Regions from separate parts of the Mus musculus genome. Here region 2 is linked to region 1. A link is a contact called in public HiChIP or PLAC-seq data. All regions are on one chromosome and are shown on one strand. The core of a region is the stretch at or near the end of the contact, and the rest is flanking DNA. Distances in the headings are between cores, read along the strand shown.

Evidence for each region. HiChIP or PLAC-seq counts read pairs in DNA pulled down with a chosen protein or histone mark.
Region 2: a FOXA1 HiChIP or PLAC-seq map of pancreatic cancer cells shows a contact between it and region 1. The contact joins the promoter of 4930546K05Rik here to the enhancer-like site in region 1. A contact is called at or near these places in 6 of 115 datasets of contacts at active chromatin or transcription factors (craniofacial prominence, embryonic basal ganglia, embryonic limb bud and 3 more) and 1 of 9 other capture datasets (embryonic stem cells).

Annotation. Positions count from the first base shown.
Region 1 is chr9:41,227,644-41,231,281 of GRCm38.p6, forward strand. No RefSeq gene overlaps it. Among named protein-coding and RNA genes, the nearest start is that of 1700063D05Rik, 23 kb to the left of the region's middle. RefSeq lists an enhancer at 259-2,902. Within about 2 kb of position 1,553, at least 215 of the 459 cell types and tissues checked have an H3K27ac peak or open chromatin away from gene starts, as enhancers often do. A contact at or near this core is called in craniofacial prominence, embryonic basal ganglia, embryonic limb bud and 1 more, where this site is marked.
Region 2 is chr9:42,207,447-42,211,084 of GRCm38.p6, forward strand. It overlaps 4930546K05Rik (RIKEN cDNA 4930546K05 gene), which reads right to left and starts at 1,785. Exons shown (of 7, transcript NR_040754.1): 1 at 1,707-1,785.

The DNA of each region.
Region 1 (3,638 bases), core at 303-2,802:
GAGCATCTTTTCTTTTCTTCCCCCATCTTAAATCATTCTACCTGCCTCATTAACTCCCGTTCAGCCCCCAAATACCCAAGCAAAGCCCTTCCATTTATTTAGACAGTCTCTGATTGCATTTCTTCCCCCTGACTGGAGTGATGACTCTTACTTGAGACAAATATGGAACTCCTTACTACACTCGATGGCAGTTGTTTTTTCCTGTGCACACCCCACTAGTCTGCAGCATTCTGAGCTCAGTAATTATAATTTGCATATGAAGTGTGCCCCTTGTCAAGGATCACATGTGAAGGGCTCTATTCTCAACGCGACAGTCAACAGTCGAGCGAAGGGAAGATGACTGGTTCCTGAGGACTCGGAACTAATCTGTAGATCAGTCCATTCACAAGCTCATAATATGATGGGAGTTGGTAGAGATAGGAGGGAAGGCCACACTGGAGGAAGTAGCCTCTAATGATGTATTAGGAGATGTATTTTGTCTTTATTAAGTCCCTTCCCATCTCCTATCTGTCCCAAGGAGGGCCACTTTGCTCTTTGCCCTCATGTTCTGCCTCACCAAACACTGGACTGGAACCAACAGATACCAATGACAGTGGACAGAAAGATACAAATCTGTGGGCCAAAATAAACCCTTCCTCTCTTATGTCATTTCCTCAGGCATGTGTCATGGTGCTGCAGATGTGCCTGACACTCCCACACCCTTCCATCCTTCACCTAGAACTCTCAGCAGTGGAAGTCCCTACAACAGTGCTGTACCGTGTTGCTTCTCAAGCCGAATGCATTCAGCAGTATTGACGTCCTTGATACTATTTGGTTTTGAAGACAAAATCAATTCTGTTAGGAGGGATGATCTGGAAAGTGTCCCCAAGTGGCATGTTCTCATCTGACATCATCACACGAAGATTTTATCAGGCAGAGAGATGAAGAGGTCATTTCTAGCAGTGGAATTAACACAAGCCACTTGGGCACCAGGGCGGGGTCTGGAGTGGATTAAGAGCTGAGGGAGCTGTACTAAATAAATGATAGGCCATGGAGCTCAGATCGTGGGTTGGAAACTTGCCACTGGCTATCTCTGCAGGATTGCTTGGATTCAGCAACTATGGAGTCCATCACCGTCGTCGTCGTCCTAGACGCTGTTTACAAGAGAAATCGTGTCCTATTGTAGACTGTCTTCTATGAGGACAGGAATATTCTGAGACGTTGCAGATTTTTTTTGTCTCCCGGCTCTGCCACTGGAGGTCACTGTTGTACCATCGAAATGAGTGAGAAGCCCCGCCTGATACCCTTTTGAAGTTGGCTTCCGCCAGGAGTGAATACAATACCCTCTGGGTAGCTAGGAAGTCCCGAGGTGCAGGCTTCTCCCTGGCTTCGTGGAAAAGTGGCCTGGTGACCTGCAAAAAATGACTTCGGAAGAGCGATGTCCGTCTGGAGAGGGACTGCGGGTGGGAGAGCGGTGCTGGGAGGGAGACGTCTGTATCGCATTAGTCTGCGTCTGGCGGGGAGGGGCTGGAGGCCCTGGCGGGTCAAGGCAACTGCTCCCTGCTGCTTTCTGGCGCGAATGTGGAATCTGGTAGTGATTAGAGAAGGTTATTGTCTTGGGAGTGCAGGGAGATCGGTAGTAATACTGCTTTGAGCGTTTCTGACCCCATCTTAGAAGGCCTCTCCCACGACTCTCCTGCTGGGCTCTGATTTTAGAGCCACTAAGCAAAGAAAGACAAGGAAAACTGAGGCCTATTCCTTAAGCCTATCCACTCCCCGGGGCTTACAGGGGACACTCCAGGAGGAGCACAGATGAGAACACACATCCCTAGACAGAAAACCCCAAGTAAGCCTCTATTTTTCTTAGCCCTCCTTCCTGTGGAGTGAATATCATTTGGTCCATTTGTTATGAGAAGAAACAGAGACTTGGAACTGACATTTGAACCCGAGTCTTTTGAAATATAAAGAGAATGGATGGTAAAATAACTACTTGTGGTTACTGGCTAAGAATTCTGCCCTTGAAAATTTGGAGAAAGAGCTCCTCCCTGTGCAGCTTCGACAATAACCCACTTCAAGGCGAGCTGAAGCCAGGGTACCTTTTGGCGGCACCTTTTTCTTCTTCTTTTTCTTCTCTCCTTCACTTTCTCCCCATCTCTTCCCCTGGGTTTCACTGCATACCTCAGGTTGACCCTATCCCTTCTCTTCTCCCCACGTGCTGGGATCTGACGGTCGGGCTACTCCTAGATCAGAGTGGCTCTCTAATAAGTCATAATCTGTTTATAGCCATTCATAAAAGCAGAGTGCTTCTGTGCACATTAGCTAATTTGGCTCTTATAATAACTGTCTTATCCCCATTGCCGTAGACAAAGAATCTGAGACGCTGAGGAATTAATTTGCCGAAGGTGCTACAGTCAATGATGAAATTCAACCTCGGATCTTTTTGCTCTAAATACAGCACCCACTGCCCATCACCCATTGCCCGATACCAGTTAGTCTCCAGGTAAATATTGGGTGATGGAGTGATGCTGTGTATAATCTAGCTAGCAATAAACTGATCTTAAGTTTAGGTAGCATTTTATCTCCGAAGATGGTGCTCCAACCCAGGAAGATTACACTGGAGACCCTGCCTCAAGGGGACGGAAGACTTCTGAAAGTTGTCCTCTGACTTCCGCATGAGCGCTGAGGTGCATGAACACACACGCGTGCGCACACAAACACACACACACACACACACACACGCATACAGACACACACAGACACACATATGTGTGTGCACACACACAACTCATGCACGCATGCAAGAATGCACGCAGTATACCCATAACCACACATACACGCAGGCATGTGCACATATGCATGCGTATACATTTATTGTGTGTGGATGAGTGCTCCCATGCCATGACTGGCATGTAAGGGTCAGAGGGCAGCTTGTAACTGGACTCAAATAAATTTCTAAAACTTTTTAAAAGGGTGAAGATTACAATTTATCTATCTATGTATCTATCTATGTATCTATCTATGTATCTATCTATGTATCTGTCTATGTATCTATCTATGTATCTATCTATGTATCTATCTATGTATCTATGTATCTATGTATCTATGTATCTATGTATCTATGTATCTATCTATCTATCTATCTATCTATCTATCTATCTATCTATCTATCTATCTATCTTGCAGTTCACACAGCTCTGGGGTGATTAATACATCTTCTTCCTGTTCCAGAGGTACCAGATTTAGAAAATAAGAACCCAGAACTCCTAAAATTAGATTTCTTATGGGGTTATTGAGACATGTATGCTAACAAGCCAACTGTTTATCGGAAATGTAAATGTATCTGACCATTGTGCGCTTTCATCTGTCGACTGTACCCTGTCTCCAAAGAGAGAAAGCTGAGCTTGGTGTTCTCTCAAGCATGCTTGAATTTTGGACATGACTATGTTTTTAAAAGGACAATTTGAAAACACCCTATCAATGTACCAACGTTCAAATTCTCTGTTACAGTTTCGTCAGAAACCCTTTGAACTGTGCTTGCTTCACGGTATCCCCTCATGGAATCATTTTTAAGTGAATCCTAAGGAACAAAACAGTGGCAGAGCAGTTTGAAAACACAAAGGGCCTCAGGACAATTGTGAAGGAAAGCAGAGCAGATCACT
Region 2 (3,638 bases), core at 535-3,034, 980 kb after region 1:
TCGGGTGACAGTGGCACCCTGGATCTGAGTACACAGCTTTCCTCTGAGTACAGAACAGCCACACGGACCAGCTGCATTTCCAGGGATGGAGAAGGACCCACAGTCCACATCCCAGGAGATCATCATCTGCGATTTCATCAACTCTGTTGTCAAGCACAAGGGAAAGAATAAAGACCCGTTTCTGTTCTTTCTTTTTCTCTTTTACAATTTCAGCTGAACTGGTGGGTATCTGCTCACTCTTGTGGATGGTGGTCTCGGGACACTTTCAGGTTATTTTTAAAAAGGTGGGCACTCACTGAAAATGAGCAGTCTGCTTTTGTATTAATTTTGAAGACCATCTGTGATTGATTTACTAGAATGCTAATAATATTTTGCTTTCCTATATTTTCCTTCAAGAGCCTCCTAAATGTCTTCCCTAGCCTTATGCAATATGTATATGTATGTATATATGTATGTATATGTTTATGTGTATATGTGTGTATGTATGTATATATGTGTATATGTGTGTATATGCATGTGTGTTTATGTGTGTATGTATATACATATGTGTGTATGTTTATGTGTATATATGTGTCTGTATAGGTGTGTATATGTGCATGTGCATCTATATGTATATATGGCTATATTTGGATATGTAACTGTATATGCATATGTATGTGTGTATGTGTATATATGTTTATGTGTATATGTGTATATACATGTATATGTGGCTATATGTTTATATGTAACTGTATGTGTATGTGTGTGTATATGTTTATGTGCATATATGTGCATATGTATATATATGTCTCCATAGCTTGTCTGTAGAGGTCATTGTCACAGGTGGTACATGATGATAGGACTTCATGGTGGCTCCAGTTACAGGGAGCCAACCTTAGAAGCAAATGTTCTTCTTAAACCTAGTGTTGATGTGAGGGGTATCTTCTTCTAAACACGACTGTGCGTCAGCTTTGGGGATTTGTGTTCTGGGGTACCCTCTCTACCTCAGAAAGTAGAGTCAGAGAAGAAATGAATGACTGGGCTTCAGGGAAGCCATTAGGCAGCTACCGGTGAGTGTGGAGCCAGACACTGTGCTGAGGTCTCATTTTCTCCATGTCAGTGACTGTTGCACTGCTGTGACTGTGATACTGGACAGAAACTGCCCAAGGAAGGCAAGGTTTGCTTGAGCTCAGGATTCCTGAGAGTTTTAGCGCCCCACAGTGGGGAAGCCAAGGAAGAAACGCTCAGTCTGTGTCGGTGGGAGCATGTGGTGGGGCTCTCCACATCCGGGAGGATTAGAAGGCAGAACTCATGGTAGAACAAGCCAGGCCTAACCTTCAAAGGCCCACTCCAAGTGACTCACTTCCTGAAGTTTGGCTCCACCCTCTAAGGTTCCACAGTCTTCCACAATAGTTCTGCTGCTTAGAGAAGTGGGCCTGGGGAAGACATTGCACATGCGAATCATAGCATACTACATAGCAGTTCTGTGGGGAGGTGAGCATTAGAGCCCATCACAGATAAGAAAGCTATGGGTTAGAAAGGTAAACAACCTCTCGTTAGTATGAGGCCAGGATCTGAATGCAGATCATTTTATATAATAAATTGAATGCTTATACTAGGTACTGTAGTTTCTAGAAAGACATAGTTAGGAAGCATTTGGAAATTAATCTACCCCTGGAAGCAATCATCTTTTGAGTCAGAAGAACCATTTCCTGTCTCTAACCCACCTTCAGCTCCAGTCATAGGGCCCAGTTAGGGGCTCTTCTTGACACATTTTCAGTGAGCACTGAGGCTGAGAGGTTTTGTTGACTTAACTAGATCTAGAATCACCATGGAAACACACTTCTAGGTGTGTCGGGGGAGGGGGGGATTGTAATAGATTAGGTTGAGGTAGCAAGTTTCCCCGTAGATGCAGGCAGTTCCATTTCCTGGAGTCCTATAGAAGTGGGGAGCTAGCTAGCTGCTCATCAGCGTTCACCTGTCTCTGCTTCCACACTGGATCTACAATCTGGTCACCATGACCACCAGGTTCCTCCAGCATGATAGACAGCGTGATAGACCTGCCTGAAACTGTTATTCAGAAGAAACCCTTCACCTTGCTTTTTCGGTAACTTTGTTGCAGCAACAAGAAAACTTACCAATATGGTAGCTCTTGGTGTTAGCAGGAGCCTAACTGCTTAAAAGACTGAGAGGTTTGCCCAAATAAAGAACTTATCCCAAGGGCCTGAGCAGCCAGGAGGGTGATTCTAAGTAAACAGGTCTCTTAGCTCTGGGACTTTGTCATCTCACCGAACGAGAACATGGAATGAGTCACTTTGTGGTATCTTTCCACTCCTCTCTTGGCACCCCTGTCACATCCATGTGGTTCATTCAAGCAGCTTGTGAAAGTACCATTCTAGAACCATAGTTGAATGAACCACATACTTGGCGCTGTTTGTTTGGCTGGCCCACTTTCCCTTACACTACCACTTACAGCCATATCTCTGCATGGCCACCCACTACTGGCCTCCCTTCACCCTCCTATACCTACTGCCGAAGAGCAAGATGGGATCAGAGTCCCTTCTCAGGGAACAGAGCCTGACGGCTGGACCACTAACGTGTGAATTTGTGAGCCAGTTACAGATCAGGTCTTCAGATAGAAAAGAGGCGAGTTACAAAGATAGACACAGAGATGAGTCAGAAGCAGACTCTCTCCTTCTGCTTCTACTCTCCTGCCTCCGGCCCTTGTTTCCAGACGCATCCTGTTTGCCACTTTATAATGAAATTCTTTTGTTTTTCTGTAGACCTGCCTCTGGTTTCTGCACTAGCAACAGAGGATTTGGACTTTGTCTGAGCTTTGTGAGTTAGTGGCCTACCTTAACTTGTTCTTTGAAGTCCTGGTGTTAGGTCCATTTTCCCTGTAGGCAAATTAATTTTGCTCAGTCCAGAAGCAACAGTTTATCTCTGTATCTATTTTCACAAGGTGAGAGAGAGGCATGGATCAGCAGTGCTGGGAGATAAACAGCCGAAAAGCAAATGTACTGTAGAGAGCGAGCATCCATTATCCTGGATAGTGATCGATGGCTTGTTAGCTGACTGGTTTGGTTTTTTTTTTTTCTTTCTTTCTTTCTGCTTCCTGTCTGTGCAGCCTATAAACCTGAAGATGGGAGGAGAACAAATCTTGTACATAGAAGTAGTTGCTTTTCTTTATGTCTCCAGAAAGATGTTAGCTAAGAAGACAGAAAGTCTCTGCTGGTGTCAAATCAAATGGGAAGGAGAGTGAGCTGGAGTGAGAGAGAGCAGCTCAGAAGTGGGGGTGGGGGTGGGGGGTGAGATAACGTAGCTGCAGGCTCTTGGGGCCTGCATGCTGTATCAATATTTCAGAGCACAGTAGGGCTGTGGTCCCCAGCCTCCTCCTTTGGATTTCCTAAATGTAATGCACGGCAGGGAAGCAGCCATGTGGCACATGTATGCCTTTCCTAGGCAGCTATAACAAAACACCACCAGCTAGGTGGTGGCTTTGTTTTTAACATTTATTATTTTATGAATGGGAGTACACTGTCTTTCAGACACACCAGAGAGGGCATCAGACCCCCCATGACAGATGGTTGTGAGCCACCGTGTGGTTGCTGGGAATTGAACTCAGGGCCTCTGGAAGAGTAGTCAGTGCTCTTAACCAT